3 separate regions of the Anser cygnoides genome follow, and all the other regions are linked to region 1. A link is a contact called in public Hi-C data. All regions are on one chromosome and are shown on one strand. The core of a region is the stretch at or near the end of the contact, and the rest is flanking DNA. Distances in the headings are between cores, read along the strand shown. Region 1 has its middle 16 kb from the start of PMCH. Region 2 overlaps LOC106035819 (a long non-coding RNA gene). Region 3 has its middle 87 kb from the start of PAH.

Evidence for each region. Hi-C and Micro-C count contacts between places; a contact is called where the count stands out from the background.
Region 2: a Hi-C map of liver shows a contact between it and region 1, with 2.6 times the contacts expected there. The contact joins two enhancer-like sites. A contact is called at or near these places in 2 of 7 Hi-C or Micro-C datasets (both in liver).
Region 3: a contact with region 1 is called in a Hi-C map of liver, with 2.2 times the contacts expected there. The contact joins two enhancer-like sites. A contact is called at or near these places in 2 of 7 Hi-C or Micro-C datasets (both in liver).

The regions. Positions count from the first base shown.
Region 1 is chr1:60,264,696-60,267,395 of Taihu_goose_T2T_genome, forward strand. No RefSeq gene overlaps it. Among named protein-coding and RNA genes, the nearest start is that of PMCH, 16 kb to the right of the region's middle. Within about 2 kb of position 1,331, at least 2 of the 3 cell types and tissues checked have open chromatin away from gene starts, as enhancers often do. A contact at or near this core is called in liver, where this site is marked.
Region 2 is chr1:60,099,050-60,101,749 of Taihu_goose_T2T_genome, forward strand. LOC106035819 (a long non-coding RNA gene) reads right to left here. Exons shown (of 3, transcript XR_001206983.3): 2 at 1,011-1,060; 3 at 26-281. Among named protein-coding and RNA genes, the nearest start is that of IGF1, 81 kb to the right of the region's middle. Within about 2 kb of position 1,287, at least 2 of the 3 cell types and tissues checked have open chromatin away from gene starts, as enhancers often do. A contact at or near this core is called in liver, where this site is marked.
Region 3 is chr1:60,059,153-60,061,852 of Taihu_goose_T2T_genome, forward strand. No RefSeq gene overlaps it. Among named protein-coding and RNA genes, the nearest start is that of PAH, 87 kb to the left of the region's middle. Within about 2 kb of position 1,424, at least 1 of the 3 cell types and tissues checked has open chromatin away from gene starts, as enhancers often do. A contact at or near this core is called in liver, where this site is marked.

The DNA.
Region 1 (2,700 bases), core at 81-2,580:
GGTGGAGAGCAAGTTGAACATGCACCAGCAATGTGGCCTTGCCACAAAGAAGGCTAATTGTCTCCGGGGAAGCATTAGGAGGAGTGCTGCCAGCAGGCCGAAGTGATCTTTGCCTCTACTCAGCACTGGTGAGGATGGATCTGGAGTATTGTGTCCAGTTCTGAGCTCCGTAGTACAACAGAGACACACTGGCATACTGGAGAGAGTCCAACAAAGGGCCAATAAGATGATTAAGGAACGGGAGTATATGTGGAAAAGCTGAGATAGCTGTGACTGTTTAGCCTAGAGAATGCACAGAGGAGATTCAAGAAAGTCTGCAGGAAAGAAAACAGGCTTTTCTAGAGAAAAACCCATAGGGCAGGGCAGCCCTGAACCCCAACACATGAATGCACTCAGCTTGCAGAACTCATTTTCCATGACAGGATTATATCTCCACCTTGCGCTCATTTTTTCTAAACTGTGCTGCATGAACTAGTATTCAGTTTCAACCTAAAGAAATAGTTTCATGATTATTGGAACTAATGACACTTAGTTTGCTTCAAATTTATGTAATCATTACGAGCTTCAGTGGAAGCTTTTCCTGTAGGTGAAACTCTCATTCACATTCATTCCCTGCAGTCTAAAAAAGTGTAAGCTCAGACAGAAACTTGTCCTTCAGTTAGGAAACTTAATGGGTCTCTCTTCGTCTAGCTACTTACTTTAATGAAATTGATAGGAACGTCCCTACCTCTCCTCTACTCCCTGAACAAATTTGGTTGAAAGTGGCAGAGAAGCAAAAGCTAACAATACACTCCTACAAAATCTACACATTGTGTGGCTGCCTAAATCTTATTTCCATAAGAAGTCAGCTAAAAATATTCAGGTGAATGTCATAAATCTTAACATTCTATTTTTGTATGAGAAGAGAGTGAATTTCTTGTGGAACATCCTTCTTGTGCTCAGTTAACTCAAAGTTTGTTTCATCTCACTATATTATATATAATGATCTTAAGGGGACAATAGGAAAGGATGTTCACAAGAGCCATGATCAGCTGCATTATTTTCACTCAGTGAAAACTGAAAGATATAATGTCAACTATAAATTGCATACAAATTATCAGACTATTGACCATTATTATCAGTTCATGAATTTCCTCCCCCATATTTCTAGATCAGACAGGGTTAGGGTAATAAATGCAGCTTCTATTCAGATACAATGTTAGGCCACAAGTATGTTTCTCAGTGAATAATCTACAGGTAGAACAATTACCTAGGTCTAGTGAGGTACATGCAAAATTTCCTGGGCAAATGCTTACTTCCCATCAGTTTCTTGAACTAGCCTGATATACAACTAAGAACTGAGTAGGATGATGTATATCAGAGAGAAGTACTTGTTCCCCAGAATACTTCTAAAGAACCTTTTTGCTTGTTTTTGTGTTTGTTTTTTAATCAATGTAGGGTTATATTATAGTTGAATTACACTAACAGTTTTCACATTTGGGGTAAAATTAAATGCCATCTAATACCATCATCTTAGCAAATTTCCCTGATTACACATGAAATCACCGAACTGGAATTGGGAAAGAGCTGTTGTAATGTTACTGGCCATCCTATTACAGTGTACTACCTGTGCCAGTTATGCAACAGCAGTTGATGAGCAGATATTCAGTGGCATTAAAACATTGGAGGAGCATTGATGGCAATAGAACAGTGTAATCATAACCCAGGGCAGTAGCATGGGTCCAGTGCTGCAAAACACGAGTTGCCTGAGTTAATCATTTCCTATAATGTCAACATTTTTAAACTAGAAATGGGGCTAAGTACTCTGTTGATACCAATCCACTTTTCTTTTTATTCTACAAAAGAGGATGAAGCAAATGTGATTATTTACCAAGTCTCATTTGCAGCAGGGCTTTGTCACATCTTCCATGAATAGCATCCCCACTACCAGCAGTCTCTCACATTCAGAAGCACTTAGCACAAACATATTTCCACAGAATAAATTCTTAACTAAAAAGTATTTTTATGGCTGTATATATATGTGTATTTTACATGAGGGGTCACACTTTAACAACTGTTCTAGTTAAAATGTGGTAATTGTATACCTGTGAAAGCTTCAGACAGGCTTTATTTGAACTCTCTTATTACATGCTTGACTAACACATTTCTTTCTCGAAGTGACAGATGAAACCCATGAATAAATTACACTAATTCAAGTATGTTATTTACCTCACCCAGATCCCGAATCACCATTACATATCAGGCAAGTGATGCTTAAAAGGGTGAGATTATAGGATATAGCTCAAAGTTTGTCTTAATAGCTAACTTCAGCTCCAGCTCATCTCTCAAACATTTCCATTTATAACTTAAACTGCCACAGTTGGATTACTACTCACTGCCTCATGATTTTAGAAGGCCAAATTCTCCACACTGTTGCAAACTCAGAATATTTTCAAGGACTGAAAATAAGTTGAGGGGCAAGCAAATGCATTAACAAAGAATAAAATATGTTCTATAATTTCCTAACTTTTTTGTGTGTGTCAAAATTATCCTTGCAACTCTCTTTGTATCTTCATTTAAATTGACCTTTAAAAATTATCTTAATGTTTTTCACCTCTGTTCCTTAAAACTGAAAACCAGGTATAGTGTACACAGGCAACAACAACGATATTAATATTAATAATAAAACAATGTTTCTCCACTGGTCTACACCTAAAAAGA
Region 2 (2,700 bases), core at 37-2,536, 170 kb before region 1:
TGTCTGTATTCACAGTGCAGGCCTATAGGGCACTTTAAATGAAGCCGGGTTTAGGATATGTTTTCAGTGATAGGTAGCATTGCAGAAAATCTCGAACTTTTACTATACAACAAGAAGACAGGTATACCTACAAAACCTTCCTGAGGGCAACGTACAAAACTTACTTTGACAGTACAAAGACCTTTGCCTTCTTCTTCTAGTAGCTCTGACTGGGTGTTTTTTCAGGAGGATAACCACTTAGAAGATCTTTGCCCCAAATAGGATTGGCATTCCATAAATACCTGGAAAATTTTATTTTATTGATCAAGAGACATTGCATTAGCATTAGTCAAAATACCATCATTTATGAAGACATTGCAGAAGTTGTAAAAGTTGTAACTGTGTGTTTTACCCCCAAACAATATTATTTTTATTTAGAAGGACCTTATCCAGAGACTCATTCTAGAATCCAACCAAAAGTGATCATTAGAAACATACTCCAGGAGCTGAATAACTGAATTCGTTTGCATTTCAGAAGTAAAAAGAAAGTGACTCTTCACACCTTTTCCTTCCTGCTGAAAAATAACAATATGGAATAGTTTTTTAATCCATATAATTACTGACATAATCTTTTTAATTTCTATTTCATTATGACCTTGACAACATGCAAAAGAAAGTTGTCCCATTTGAAATTTCAAAGCAGGGTTTTATAGTGAGAGGCTTGACCAGCATTTGAGATAGACTTTGAAACCACAGAATTAAAGTCAAGAAGCTGAATTAAACACAGACCATTACCTCAACAGCAGCCAATCAAACTGACAAATCATGGACTATAAAGCCCTTCTTTTTAAATCATGCAGGTCCCTGGGGCTTGGCCTTATTACATATTTTTGCTCTGATGCTGATGCCTACAACATGCCACAGGCGTTAACTCTTGAAAATAAACTGCATTCTACATCATGCCAAGGGAGGATGCACACAAAGAGATGCAAGAATGTGAACTTAAATGACTTGTGAAATAGTGAACTTACCTGGACTGTAGCCTCAGTGTTTATTTGCTTGTGAGTTCCTTATCTATATTCTTCCAAGAAAAAAAATCAATTAAACAACAAAACTTTCAGGTACAAGGGCTTTAAAAACAAAACAAAACAAAAACAGAAATTGCATGGTGGCACAAGTGGAATGCGCTTTTAAAGAATGAAGGCATTGTCACACTCACTTACAGCTACCTTGGGTAATGAAGGTTTAAATTTTTCCTCATTTGGAACTGGCACTTTCCATGAAATGTTTCTGGTCTTAGATTACCCCTTCCACATTCAGAACTACTGGGCAGAAAAATTCATGCATCACTCCCTTTTGCCTTGCAATGACAAGAAGGGGGGGGGTACACATGAGAACGACTGTCTAGGGATCATCTAGAACTCTAACGACTGACCAAGATGCACAACAATATCTAGATGGACTGCCCCAGGGGCAGAGCAGGGAAGATGGCATCAGCACTCCCTTTCTCTCTATGAAAGGAAAATATGACTTTGTCCCCTTTTGGGAAAAAAAAGCTTACTTTCATCTGTGTACACAAGTGCTGATCCAGAGCAACTGAAATCAATACAAATATTTGCCTGGACTTCAGAGGACCCTGAATCAGATCTATAGCCATTTGATCTAGCTGGCATGTGGATGTGGGGACAGAGTCAGGCTCCCTGCATTCCTCCTGGTTCTTTGCCCTCCTGTTCACCCCATCAGGCGAGGAGTGTCTGCACTGCCAGCACCGGGCAGGAGGCACCGTCCCAGTAGAAAAAGCAGTTGGGGAACCACAAGGGTGTCAGAGAAAGAAAGTGGTGGGAAGCTTATTCCCCAGTGATGCTGAGTAAGGATTATGCTTACTGTTTCCCATCTGATCACTACAAAACTATTTATAACTGTTCTTACAAGAAAAATATACAACACATTAACGAATGCTATATAGCAAACAGCTGAGTCACCATGTCCCACCCTCACATTCTCCAGCACTTGAGCTCAGACATCTAGGAAGTGCCAGAAACAATAATGCACTTTTATAAAAGAGTGTGTATATCTTTTAGACAGATGATATTTGCCTGCTGTTGGCTGCTGGAGTCATAGCCTTCATCTCAATTAAGAATGGTCACAAATATTCCCATAAACTCAGTAGTGGTCCAACAGTGTGGTGTGAGCAGACAGATGTGTGACACAGAAGTCAGAACAGAGCTGGCAGGTGAGCCAAGGAAGTTTTGGCTGTCCCTTGGAAAGGGAGACTTCTGCAATGCCATTCACATCTTCTTCAAAATTAACTGCACAGCAGTGACAAAAAAGGCTAATTTGTAAGACTTCCCAGCCAGGAGGAAAAGATCCTGTGAGATGACTCTGAACAGATGGACTTTGCAACTTCAAATGCTGAAGTCTACTTGTTAAATAAGAGTTAAATTCTAACAATTGTGCAATCGAAAAATATGGCTTAAAACCTGACTTCCAAATCTAACAGACCTGTTCTCATCTCTTTGTAAATTCTGAGAGCCTTGCCTAGCTGACCGACTGCAATTGTTACCAGCCTCAGCCTCAGTCTAATGCTCTATGATGCCACTTGGGTTTCCTCCCATTTTATTACATGTTCCCTTCTAAAACACTGCTCCCAAACAACAGCCTTTAACCAATAATGCATTTTTCAGTTATTTGTTAAATGAACAATGTTTGGTTTAATATTAA
Region 3 (2,700 bases), core at 174-2,673, 210 kb before region 1:
GCATCATAGTTACTGCTGATTAACTAGGGCAGTCTGTGAACTCTTTAATTTGATAACTCCTTTAGCAGGTTACCACAAATATTGACTCTCACCTCAAATCCAGGCTGCAGGCTTCTTACGCAGGATTGAAAGATAGTGTATATTAGTGTCAAAGAGATCAAAAGAAGTTTTTCAACATATTTGGTACCAGAGCCTTGTACTTGAACAAAATTCCCTTATTTGAGCCTATTTACCAGTAATTCTAGGTGGTCTCCCATCAAAGTGCTGGAAAGTGCTCCTTAGTGTCACAGTGATTGCCCACAATCCTTATGACCAAGACAAAGTGTTGCACAAAACTACGCAGGCTCTTAGTTCCCAAGGGCATTACTACATACCATGGGTCTGACTATAATTTTTCATCTATTACTGTAACAGTAGTAGGAGGCATATATTTATGTCAGTGTACCCTTGTAGTCTGCTGATAAAATATTATAAAGTATTCCAAGGAATGGACATAGCTGTCTCCAAGAAATGGAACTGCTGTTCCAGTCTAGTGAAACTATCCAATTGAGTGAAAATACTTATACTGATGGAAACAATTTTGCCAGCATGCTCATGCCACTGTTGGGGATCTCACACTCCTGACAGACAGAGCCTGGCAGGAATTTGGAGTGTAGATGGGGCCTAGATCAAATGAACAATTTGGAGTTAGAAATATATAGCAATGATCCTTTCAAAATGCTTTTATTTACAGAAACATTCAACTGAAATAAAGTCTCTTAACAGGAGGTCTTGATTACTTTTCCATTTCCAAACCACACATCATAATGGGGATGGAATGTGGTTACCATAAATTGTTGGTTTACAAATCATCACTGACTTGTTAGCAACAGCTAGGATGTTAGAGTTAGAGCAACAGTTTGGATGTGATAAAATAGCAAGAGCCCATTTTTCATGGTATCGTTGGAATGAATGTAAATGAATTCTTCCCAGAGATTCATTGTGGTGGTTGTGGTAAATAGCAAACTGCATATTTCCTGCTCATGTTGAAATCAATGGGAGTTTTATTATTGGCATCAGGAGAAGCAGGATTTGACCTTAATACAAAAGAGAAGAGGAAAAGAGAAAAAGATGAGGAATAAAGAAAAGAATAAGCCGGAAAGTTCTAAAATGACTAGTGATTCAGATGCCTGACTGGAGATACATCAAAAGAGGAGTTTAAATAGCAGAAAATACCATCAACCTGAAATTGGGGCCCCTTTTCATTTGGACTTCCTTCCAATATTTCCTTTGAATTCTCTGCTTGTGAACTTCAAAACTGAGGAATAACCAATACTAGTCACTGCTGAAAATGCAGATATTCAATTTTTCCTTTTTCTTGGAAATGCTTGTCTTTCTCTAATGGCACTGAAGAGTTCTCTTATTGGGTTTTGGATGAAACCTATAAAAATCAACAAAGACATTCTTTCAGGGGAGCCAGCACAAACTTTCTTCCATACTTGTGTTTGAGTCATGACAGATCACTATCAGTCACTTAACCTAGCACAAGCAAAATCCACATCTGCTAATAGACAGAATTAGCAAGCCTTGCCGCTGTCATAAAGGTAAATCTTCACAAGAGGGCTTCTGGATTAGAGATACAGAAAACAAAAAGCTCTAGCCCAAAAGAGCTCACTACACTTGCTTAGGTAGCAGACTAAACTACTCAAATTTATGTATTTATCTTCAAGATCCCCAAGTACTTTATAAAAACAGACTAAACCAAACAAAAGGACAATGTATGCATTTTCACTACATGGAACAACACATCACAAACTCATTTCCTTTATCAGGTGTTTTCAAAGCTCTCACCAAGGTCACAATTTCTAAAGATAGTTGTTTAAATATTTAAAATAGAGAGTGAAATCTGGTCCTCTAAAGTCAACAGCAGAACTTCCACTGACTTCACATAGACCAGAACAGATCCTTAGGTTAGTGAACTGAATATCAGTGAAGGTAGGATGATCTCTATTACCTGAAGATTTAGTACTTGCCTACTTAGCTTCTAACACAGGAAACATATAAGCTCCCTTCTCAAGCTATAGATGATCTTAAAAACAGCTGATGGGGAAACTCAATAAAAATATGAACAACAAATGCAAAGAATAACTTTTCTGTCCGAAAGAAGTACTAGTCCATTTGACTGATGTTCTATCCCTCAATACCAAAAGCAAAACTCCTGAAATAAAAGCCTATATCCAAGGAGTCTAGCCCTTAAGTTCACCAAATTATTTGTCATGAACCTCCATGTGGACCTTCAGACTGGCACACACCTGCTGAAAAAGACAATTCTGTACAAACACTCCTGAGAGTTTTGGTAAAGAATTTGGATAATGTAAGAATGTTTCAAACCACATCCTGCAGTAATGCAAGGCAGGATGAATTTAACCTTTGCTAATAAGAACTGAAATTGCAGTATAGGCTAAATGGACCCTGATGTATGAACAGAGAAGCCAACTCAAAAAAAAATCACTTTATTTTTCTTTTTTCTTGAGGTAAAAAGCTAATGAAGATTGTTCTTTCCTGTCTGATATTATTTTTTGGTTCTCTATACAAAATTCTTCTTAGCTGTAAGGCAGCCCTTTTAATAGCGTGTGTTTTCACAGCCAGATGAGGAAGGTCTGTAAAGGAAAGTTGTGTCTAATAAATGTCAATTTTCCTTAACAGAGTCAGACGTTGTTG